Linked DNA regions of Pan troglodytes: region 2 is linked to region 1. A link is a contact called in public Hi-C data. All regions are on one chromosome and are shown on one strand. Each heading gives the region's core, a stretch centred on a gene start, on an enhancer-like site or on the middle of the called end of the contact. The rest is flanking DNA. Distances are from core to core; before and after follow the strand shown. Region 1 overlaps OTOGL (otogelin like). Region 2 overlaps OTOGL (otogelin like).

Region 1 (3,923 bases), core at 1,238-3,737:
AATTTTTTCCTTTTCCACTATAGTTAAGTGGCAGAATAATATATATCTTACTATTTTTCATTCTAGCTAATGTAAAGGAGTCGATAGTAAAAGACGTATTTTTTTCTCTCCCATACTGAGAAGGTTTTACGTCTTAGAGATCTGGGTTTCATTAGCCTCATTGACAATTTAATAGACAAAAATTGTTTTCTAAAGTCTGAAGCTAGACTTTCTAGGAAAGGGAAGATTCTTAAGGCTGGGAGGAGGAAGATAATGGCCCTATTTAGGGGAGAGAGTAATGAGCATTCCTAAAATTGAGATAATGTGAGTGGGCCCCTGTTGCCCATAGTGCTGGAGTCATGTAATTGTTGAGTGTCCAGGAAGGCTGGACTCCAATAACTGTGCCACTGAATCGGTGTTGAGGATTTCATTGGTTGAGTTCATGAACAGACAAAAGGAGGAGCCCCTTTGAGGCTGCCTAATACCAGGCAAATTGGATGACAAAAAGGGTCAAAAATAAACGTGGCTCCTTGGCTTCTCCCTCCCATTTATTTTCTGGCATCTTATAAGTCAGTATTCTTGTATGATGTCATGGGAGGAGGAACTGCATCTCCCATATGACAAGTATTGGACTGTTACTCATCTGCCTTGATGTGTAGGGGTTCAGAGATAGATTTAATTTAATTTTAGAAAAATGAAGTAGTATATCTTTTCTTCAACCTACTAATTTATCCTCTATATATGGAGGCAACACAGTTTCCTGATTCAAGACACTGCCCCGGATGCCAATGCTCTGTTAACACATGTAAATGGCATCCTAAAGTGGAGCATGAGACATATAGAGAGGAATCAGGAAAATGGGCTGGTATAATGAGACAGGCAATGTGAACAGAGAGGAAGTAGGCATAGTGGTTAGGTACACTGGCTCTGAGGTCAGGCTGCCTGGGTTATAATGTAAGTTCTGCTATATTATAAATTAATTTTTTTTTTGAGAAGGAGTCTCCCTCTGTTGCCCAGTCTGGAGTGCAGTGGTGCAATCTTGGCTCACTGCAACCTCTGCCTCCTGGGTTCAAGTGATTCCGATTCCCCGGCCTCAGCCTCCCAAGTAGCTGGGATCACAAGTGTGCACTGCCATGCCTGGCTAATTTTTATATTTTTAGTAGAGACAGGGTTTTGCCATGTTGGCCAGGCTGGTCTTGAACTCCTGATCTCAAGTGACCCACTCACCTTGGCCTCCCAAAGTACTGGGATTACAGATGTGAGCCACTGCACCCGGCCAAATTAGTGTTAATGTCATTGTGTTTCAGTGTCCTCATCTGTAAAAAGGGATAATAATGGCATTGCTTCATAATCTTGTTTTGTTAATCATAATATAAAATGAAATGATGTGTATAAAACTTTTAGTTTACTGCCTAGCATATTAGTTTTCAGTAAATATTAGTGATCTGCATTTTACACATGGGTCCTATGTGCTTACTGAAGATGGCTGTATCTTAAAGTCTATATAGAAAAATGTAATTATCAGGATTGATTAATTGCTGCTTATTCTAATTTATTCACAAAAGGATTTGAGGTGGCACTACATAAGATACAAATATAAAAATATTAGAACAAAGGGACAAATAAGGAGAGTTAGATGACATCAAGAAGATATAGAAACACAGGCCACTAAGGCCCAACACTGCACCTGCAAGTGGGCCATATATTCAGCACTGGGCTTTCAGGTAAGCATTTAGGGCTTCTTCTTTCCAAGGTAGTCCTTAAAGTCATACCCTTCCTATATTTTTATCTTTTACCCCTTATATCTTGGCAACTTAGTCACATCTCACGCTCTCTGAAGGGAAAATGTGTTCAAAACCAAATTCATTATGTTTGCTTCAAAACAGTTGTTTTTTTCTTTCTTCCTAATTTTGGTTAAAGGCTCTACCATATGCCCAGATCTCAGATGTGAAACTCTGGGTTTATCTTGGTCCCTTTCTCCTTATATCAAGTCCATTAAAGTCCATCTTTCCTACTTAGCCATGTCTCTCCCATCAGGTGTCATCCTCCTTTTCTCTCTGCCATCCCTCTGGCTTAGATCTTCATTACCTCTCGGATGTCTCTTGTATTATTTTCCTGTCCATGTTTCCCTCTGCTCTTTGGTCTCCCTATTTCAATCTCTCTAATACATCCCTAACACATGTATCTTCCCCAAACAGAGTTCTAATCATATGATTCACTTGTTGAAAAACTTGGAGAGGCTCCCCACTGCATTTCAAATAAAGAATAAATGCCTAATCGTCAAGGGACCCTCACGATCTCATCCATTCTTTATTTTCAGACGTATCGCTCACCACTCCCAAACACATGGCAATGTTTTAACTGCTCTCCCCAACTCTTCTCTCCTTTCCTGTTCCTGCTTGTTTGGGGAGGTCTTATTAATCTGTGTTATCCCATGTAATAGAGTACAGTGCCTTGCTTAAGAGTTCAGTTAAAAACTGTTTGAAGTTTTGCTTCCTGTGAATTCAAAACCCATGGAGTGCTGCCCTCTTTTGGCTAAGATAGCACAGAGTCCAAAGCACCACATAGGAAATGATGCTGAATGACTCATCTTTTCCTTTGGGTTAGAATCCTCATGGAAACAAACAAGGCAGGGTGAAATGATTCCATCCTCTTTTCCCATATTATCTAGCTTCAAAGATTGTTTGTTTATGGAGATAGAAAGAAGATAAAATTCTGTATAGAAAACTTGGAACTCGACTAATTCAGATAATATATTATGTGTAAACTCAGAGCTGGGGCAAAGCCAGTAGTTAACTTTGAACACATCCAGAGCTCCAAGAATCTTCAGGCCTCAACACGGACTTTTATATAAGAGGTAAGGGATGAGAAAACAACAGGGTTCCCTAAAGGCCTCTTCACATTAAGAACAGCTTCCTGATTTAGGGACGACTTAGGCAAGTGGCCAGGTTTTTTTTGTTTTTGTTTTTGTTTTTTAATACCGATACTTAGTATTTGGTGAAGTAAGAAAAATAGGGCCTGGCCTAGGAGGTAAAGTTTACTTCTGCAGACCCTGCTGGGGCCAATTTGTGGCCATGCCTGAGCCAGTCCTGAAGATCCAGCAGAAGTATGGAGGAAGGATGACACGAAGCCCAGGAAGAGTAATACATTTTTAAGAAAGGACGACAGGATGAGAGGTGCACAGAAAAAAGCTTCCGAGTGGATGCCATCTCCTGATTACAATATGAATATTCTGGGGTTGTTAATTTTATAAAGTTATAACCACGTCTTTATTACTAATCACATTGAACCTCACTAAGTATAAAGACAATGAATAGTAAATATGTATGCATTATAAATAACTGGAAAGCTCAATTAAGACAGGCCTTGAGCTTTATCTCAAATGTCAATAAAATCAGACTTCCTTGGATCTGAAAGGGACAGTCATTCCAAAACTGAAACTCAGTGGGTGACAGGATGCCCACACCTCTTGGAGGAGGACAGAAAGGTTTGTGGGCTGGTGTCAGATACAAGCTTGGCACCATCTTTGATTAGGAGCTAATGTTAGCAGAAAGATCAAGTGTCAGTCATGACCAGAGTTGTTTTCTACTATCTTGAGAAGGTCACCGGATTGCTGCCCCTTCGTTTTTGAAACCTGATCTGGGGACCACAAACAGCCACAATGAATTGGATTACTGCCATGTGCTCTAAATTGGGCTGACAAGGCTGACTCAGTGCCAGGAGTTGACACAGGATGCAGCTTGAAATATTCACTTGGGGAGAGGGTTGAGATTTCTTTTTAATTGTCAATGATGTTATTTGAAGAGATAGGATTGAATATGAACACTGAGGAGTGAAATAAATATTTGTCATGCACTTGGATAGAGAAGATCCACAAAGGTCAGAAAATTTTCTGTGTTAAATTTTATGTTCTGGGGATTACTTGGCTATACTGGGAAGCTGCT
Region 2 (3,929 bases), core at 718-3,217, 70 kb after region 1:
CGGAATAGAAAATATTAATTACTTGAAAACATATTTTGTATGCCTTATTATAATAAGTCGACTATGGTGAGCTGAAAGGTTATTTTATAAAATGAAAGACAATAAATAAGTCCACATTTTAGCTCTATTTTTAAAATTTATTGTTTTAAGGTAAACTAAATGAAATAAGAGAGCCAAGCTCTAAGTCAGTTCCACCTGGAAACCTTGACCTGTCACCCTGACCTATTTTATTGTCCTTCAGAGGAGTGAAGAGAGCAGGAAGGGGGAAAGAATGAGAAGAAATGAACTAGCACAAACCATGCAATTACTTTGAGTCTCAGTGTTCTTAAATAAGCAAAATGAGATTTTGTACTAGGGTGTTTGTTGCAGTTCTTTACAGTTATGGGCTAGTTTGATTTTGAGGAATAGGAAAAGGAGAGAAGGACGAAAGGGTGGGGACAAGGAAATGGCTTGCATTGCTCCCTTTTTTTGTCCTCTCTCGGTCACTCTGCTGAGCAGCTCCAGTGAAAATAGTTAATCTATAAGGACACTAGAGAAAGCTGAGATAATGCCTACTCTTCTACTTAGCCATATTGGAGGAGTTAACACAGTCAGGATTGTGGTGTGGTCAAAAACTTCCTGCAGGAGATCTAGTTCAACCTGATTCCTAAGAAGTTTTGATAGTGTCTGGCACATTGTCCAATAGGGGTTGTCACTTAATAAATGTTGGTTGATGAATGAATACATCTGAATGGCTGCTGGGGGTGGAATTGTGTGTTTGTTTCCTAAACACTGTTGTAGTTTTAAGATAGATGTTTTTCATTTGGTTTGCCCACTTCATAATGGAATCTTGATATTTCGGATCTCATAATGGAAATTGAAATATTGAACTGGATGTATAGACTATTTATATTTTGAGATATTTGTCTTTACTTTGAAAAAAATCATGTGAAATGCCCATACTAACTTCCCCACATGCACCCTCAACCACACACATGCTAAAGTTTTGGTTGTGTGAGTGTATGTGGTTAAGTCAGGGAGAACTGTGAATTGTGACTTTGATACTTAGCAGCTTAGTGTAATTTAATATTTCTCGGAGATTCTGCTTTGCTTTCTCTGTAAAATGGGGATAAAAGATGTTTTTCTTATAAGTTTGAGATGAAGATTAAATAAAATCATGTATGTCTACAATTTGGCACATTGCAAAATGTCAATAATATGGAGCTTAATATCGTTGTACTTTTTTTTAAACTGGTAGAAAATTTCAAGCTGTAAGATTTCCTTGTACATTATGAAAAATAGTATTCTCTTATTTAAATATCTGAAAGTTATGAACAAATGAATGAGAGATACATGAAGATGAGCATTGTCTTTGCTTTCTAGTTCTCCATCAGGCATGATAGAAGGTACACCACAACTTCACGCAAATGCGTGGAGAGTTTCTTCTACCTGTTTTGCACCTGTTCATGTCCCAATGGTGGACCCCTGTAACATCAATCAACAAAACAGTAAGTTTTGCATGTAAACTTCCTTTCTGCTGTAAACTTAGGGAAAAGTTCTATGTATTACTATAATTTTATAAAATTAGATAGTGAGTTTAAATTCTAATTTTCTCCATTATGGTAAAATCAATGCCATTCCTTGTGTATTTTTTTTGCTTAATATTATGCCTTTACATATGTCTTTTCATGTAATCTAGGTTGTTTTTTAAAAACCTGACAGTGGCTTTTATTTCCTATTTTTATTTCATAAATTTTCTTATTTTAGATGTTTAGAAATCCCTTGTTTGCAGATGTGGACTAGCATTTGGGAGTTTTCAGAGTCTTTAAATACTAAAGAAAAGCCTCTAGGAATCCTCTGAGAATGCTGTGATTGTCCAGGGATGTTTGATGTCAGTTATTACCATCTCATTACTCATTGCTCATGAGCCCTACTCATAGCATATATTATGGCTTTATAAGCAGGAAGCCAGTGATCCAAAGAGGCTTTGTGCCATTGAGTGGGCAACAATTTGAGATGGTCATGCTCCAGAGTTCCAATTTGCAATGACAGGACAACTCACATGCTAAGAATTTTTGGCTGCATTTTTTAAAACTAAAGCCCCAGCAAACCATGTTAAAGTCTAGTTCACTTTGCAATAAAAAAGATATACATGTATATATTCAGATAGAAGATACACATGTATATATTCAGATAGAAGATATATACAAGACATACACATGTATATATATAATTGTGAAAAAATTAATGTACATGCTTAAATATTCTTATAAGTTTATTTTTTCCTTTAATCATCTTGGCTAGTTCACTATTTGGATGTAGTTTTTAAAAATACATTACTCATATTGGTTGAGCATTCATAAGAAGCCAGCACAGTTTACGGATCATGTGGTGGTTGTTGGGAGGATTCTGTTGATTGCCATATTGTTTTTATTATTAATATAGGATTCTGGTATGCTGGAAAGAGCACAAGATACTTTTGCTCTTTGTGCTTTCTGTCTTTTTTAAATCTAAGCCAGCTTTTAAACTTGAAAACGTTTCTTAACCTCTTTGATCATTTTTCTTATCTATAATAACACGGCTAGACTAGAGTTTTTTAGTTTCATGAATGACTACTTTTAATCTCACTCCCATTTAACAATACCTTCCTCCATTCTGTCCCCAACTTTCAACTAATCTACTCCTCCTCCTTCAACTACTCTTGTTTGGTTTGTTTCTTTCTTGGTTTCCTCCTGGATATTGTAGCAACTTTACTTTTTATTTTTTAATAACATGTTAAAGTTGAAGTAGAGTTCAATTGATAAATTCAGTTTCCCTGTGGTCATTTCTTTAGTTACCTCCTTTATTATATGCTATTTTGCTCTATTTTCTATCACTTTTCTTCCCATATCCCATGTCTTTTAAATATACACATATACGAAATTGAAATATTAAACTGGATATATAGACTATTTATATTTTGAGATATTTGCCTTGTCTTTGAAAATAAGCCTGTGAACTACCCACATTAACTTCCCCACATGCACCCTAAACCACACACATGCTATGTACGTGCATACATATATTTGATATTAACTTTTTTTTAGCTTTGCCATGAACTGTGATTTTTTTTTAAAAAAATTCAAATAGGTAAATTCAGGAAGATCCCCAAAGAAAGGAAAATAAGTAGACAAAAGTCAATAACTCTGATCTAGATTCTAAAGGATTTTTTTTCATGAGGATCTTCTTTAGTTATCCTTAACTTAATGTCAGTGGGAATATACTTTGATCTACAAATTGTTAGCCTCTTTGGTGTATTACTTTGCTCTTTCAGGATCCTTGGCATTAAGAATATATATGTAAACAGTATACTGCTATAGTTTAAGTCATTTGTTTTTATATACATATACATTCTGAATGCAAAAATATCATACTTGAGCAATTATCATGTTTTCTTACCAATAATAAATATATGTAATATACTCAACAAAATAAGTTCAGTATAATTCCTTAGTAGTGAAAAAACTGATCTCCAACAGCTTATCTGGTCTGTAAAAGACAATGACAATGAAAATATTGATTAATTTTATCTGTTAGGAAACCAAGGAAAACTAGGTCCACGATATCAAGAAACCACAAACCTACCCTCTTTCAGAAAGATGGAATCTGAAATGTTTTGTCAAACTTGGTTGCTTCTATAAAGAATTATATCTGATCAGTCATTCTCAAGGGAAAAATCAACAGATTTCAGGAAATGATTACACAGATGTCCTCCCCTCCCCAGGTGATTTTATAGTTACATCTCATGGCCTTCAGCATATACCCTAATCCCCAATTTCTACTCATTATTCACTTATTCATGCATTTATAGATTTATTTATCAAACATTATTGCGCTCCTAATATCTGCCAGACATTGTACACTGTGCATTGTGCAGACATTAAGTTCAACAACTATGTGGCATCTGACAC

The links. A called contact is a pair of places that touch in the nucleus more often than the background predicts.
Region 2: a Hi-C map of stem cell-derived neural progenitor cells shows a contact between it and region 1, with 2.4 times the contacts expected there. The contact joins two enhancer-like sites. A contact is called at or near these places in 3 of 7 Hi-C or Micro-C datasets (blood, induced pluripotent stem cells and stem cell-derived neural progenitor cells) and 1 of 1 other capture datasets (stem cell-derived neural stem cells).

Annotation. Positions count from the first base shown.
Region 1 is chr10:86,983,359-86,987,281 of NHGRI_mPanTro3-v2.0_pri, forward strand. It overlaps OTOGL (otogelin like), which reads left to right. Exons shown (of 58, transcript XR_010148372.1): 1 at 1-3,923. Among named protein-coding and RNA genes, the nearest start is that of OTOGL, 4.5 kb to the left of the region's middle. Within about 2 kb of position 2,488, at least 8 of the 24 cell types and tissues checked have an H3K27ac peak or open chromatin away from gene starts, as enhancers often do. A contact at or near this core is called in stem cell-derived neural progenitor cells, where this site is marked.
Region 2 is chr10:87,053,769-87,057,697 of NHGRI_mPanTro3-v2.0_pri, forward strand. It overlaps OTOGL (otogelin like), which reads left to right. Exons shown (of 58, transcript XR_010148372.1): 19 at 1,363-1,487. Among named protein-coding and RNA genes, the nearest start is that of OTOGL, 75 kb to the left of the region's middle. Within about 2 kb of position 1,968, at least 1 of the 24 cell types and tissues checked has an H3K27ac peak or open chromatin away from gene starts, as enhancers often do. A contact at or near this core is called in stem cell-derived neural progenitor cells, where this site is marked.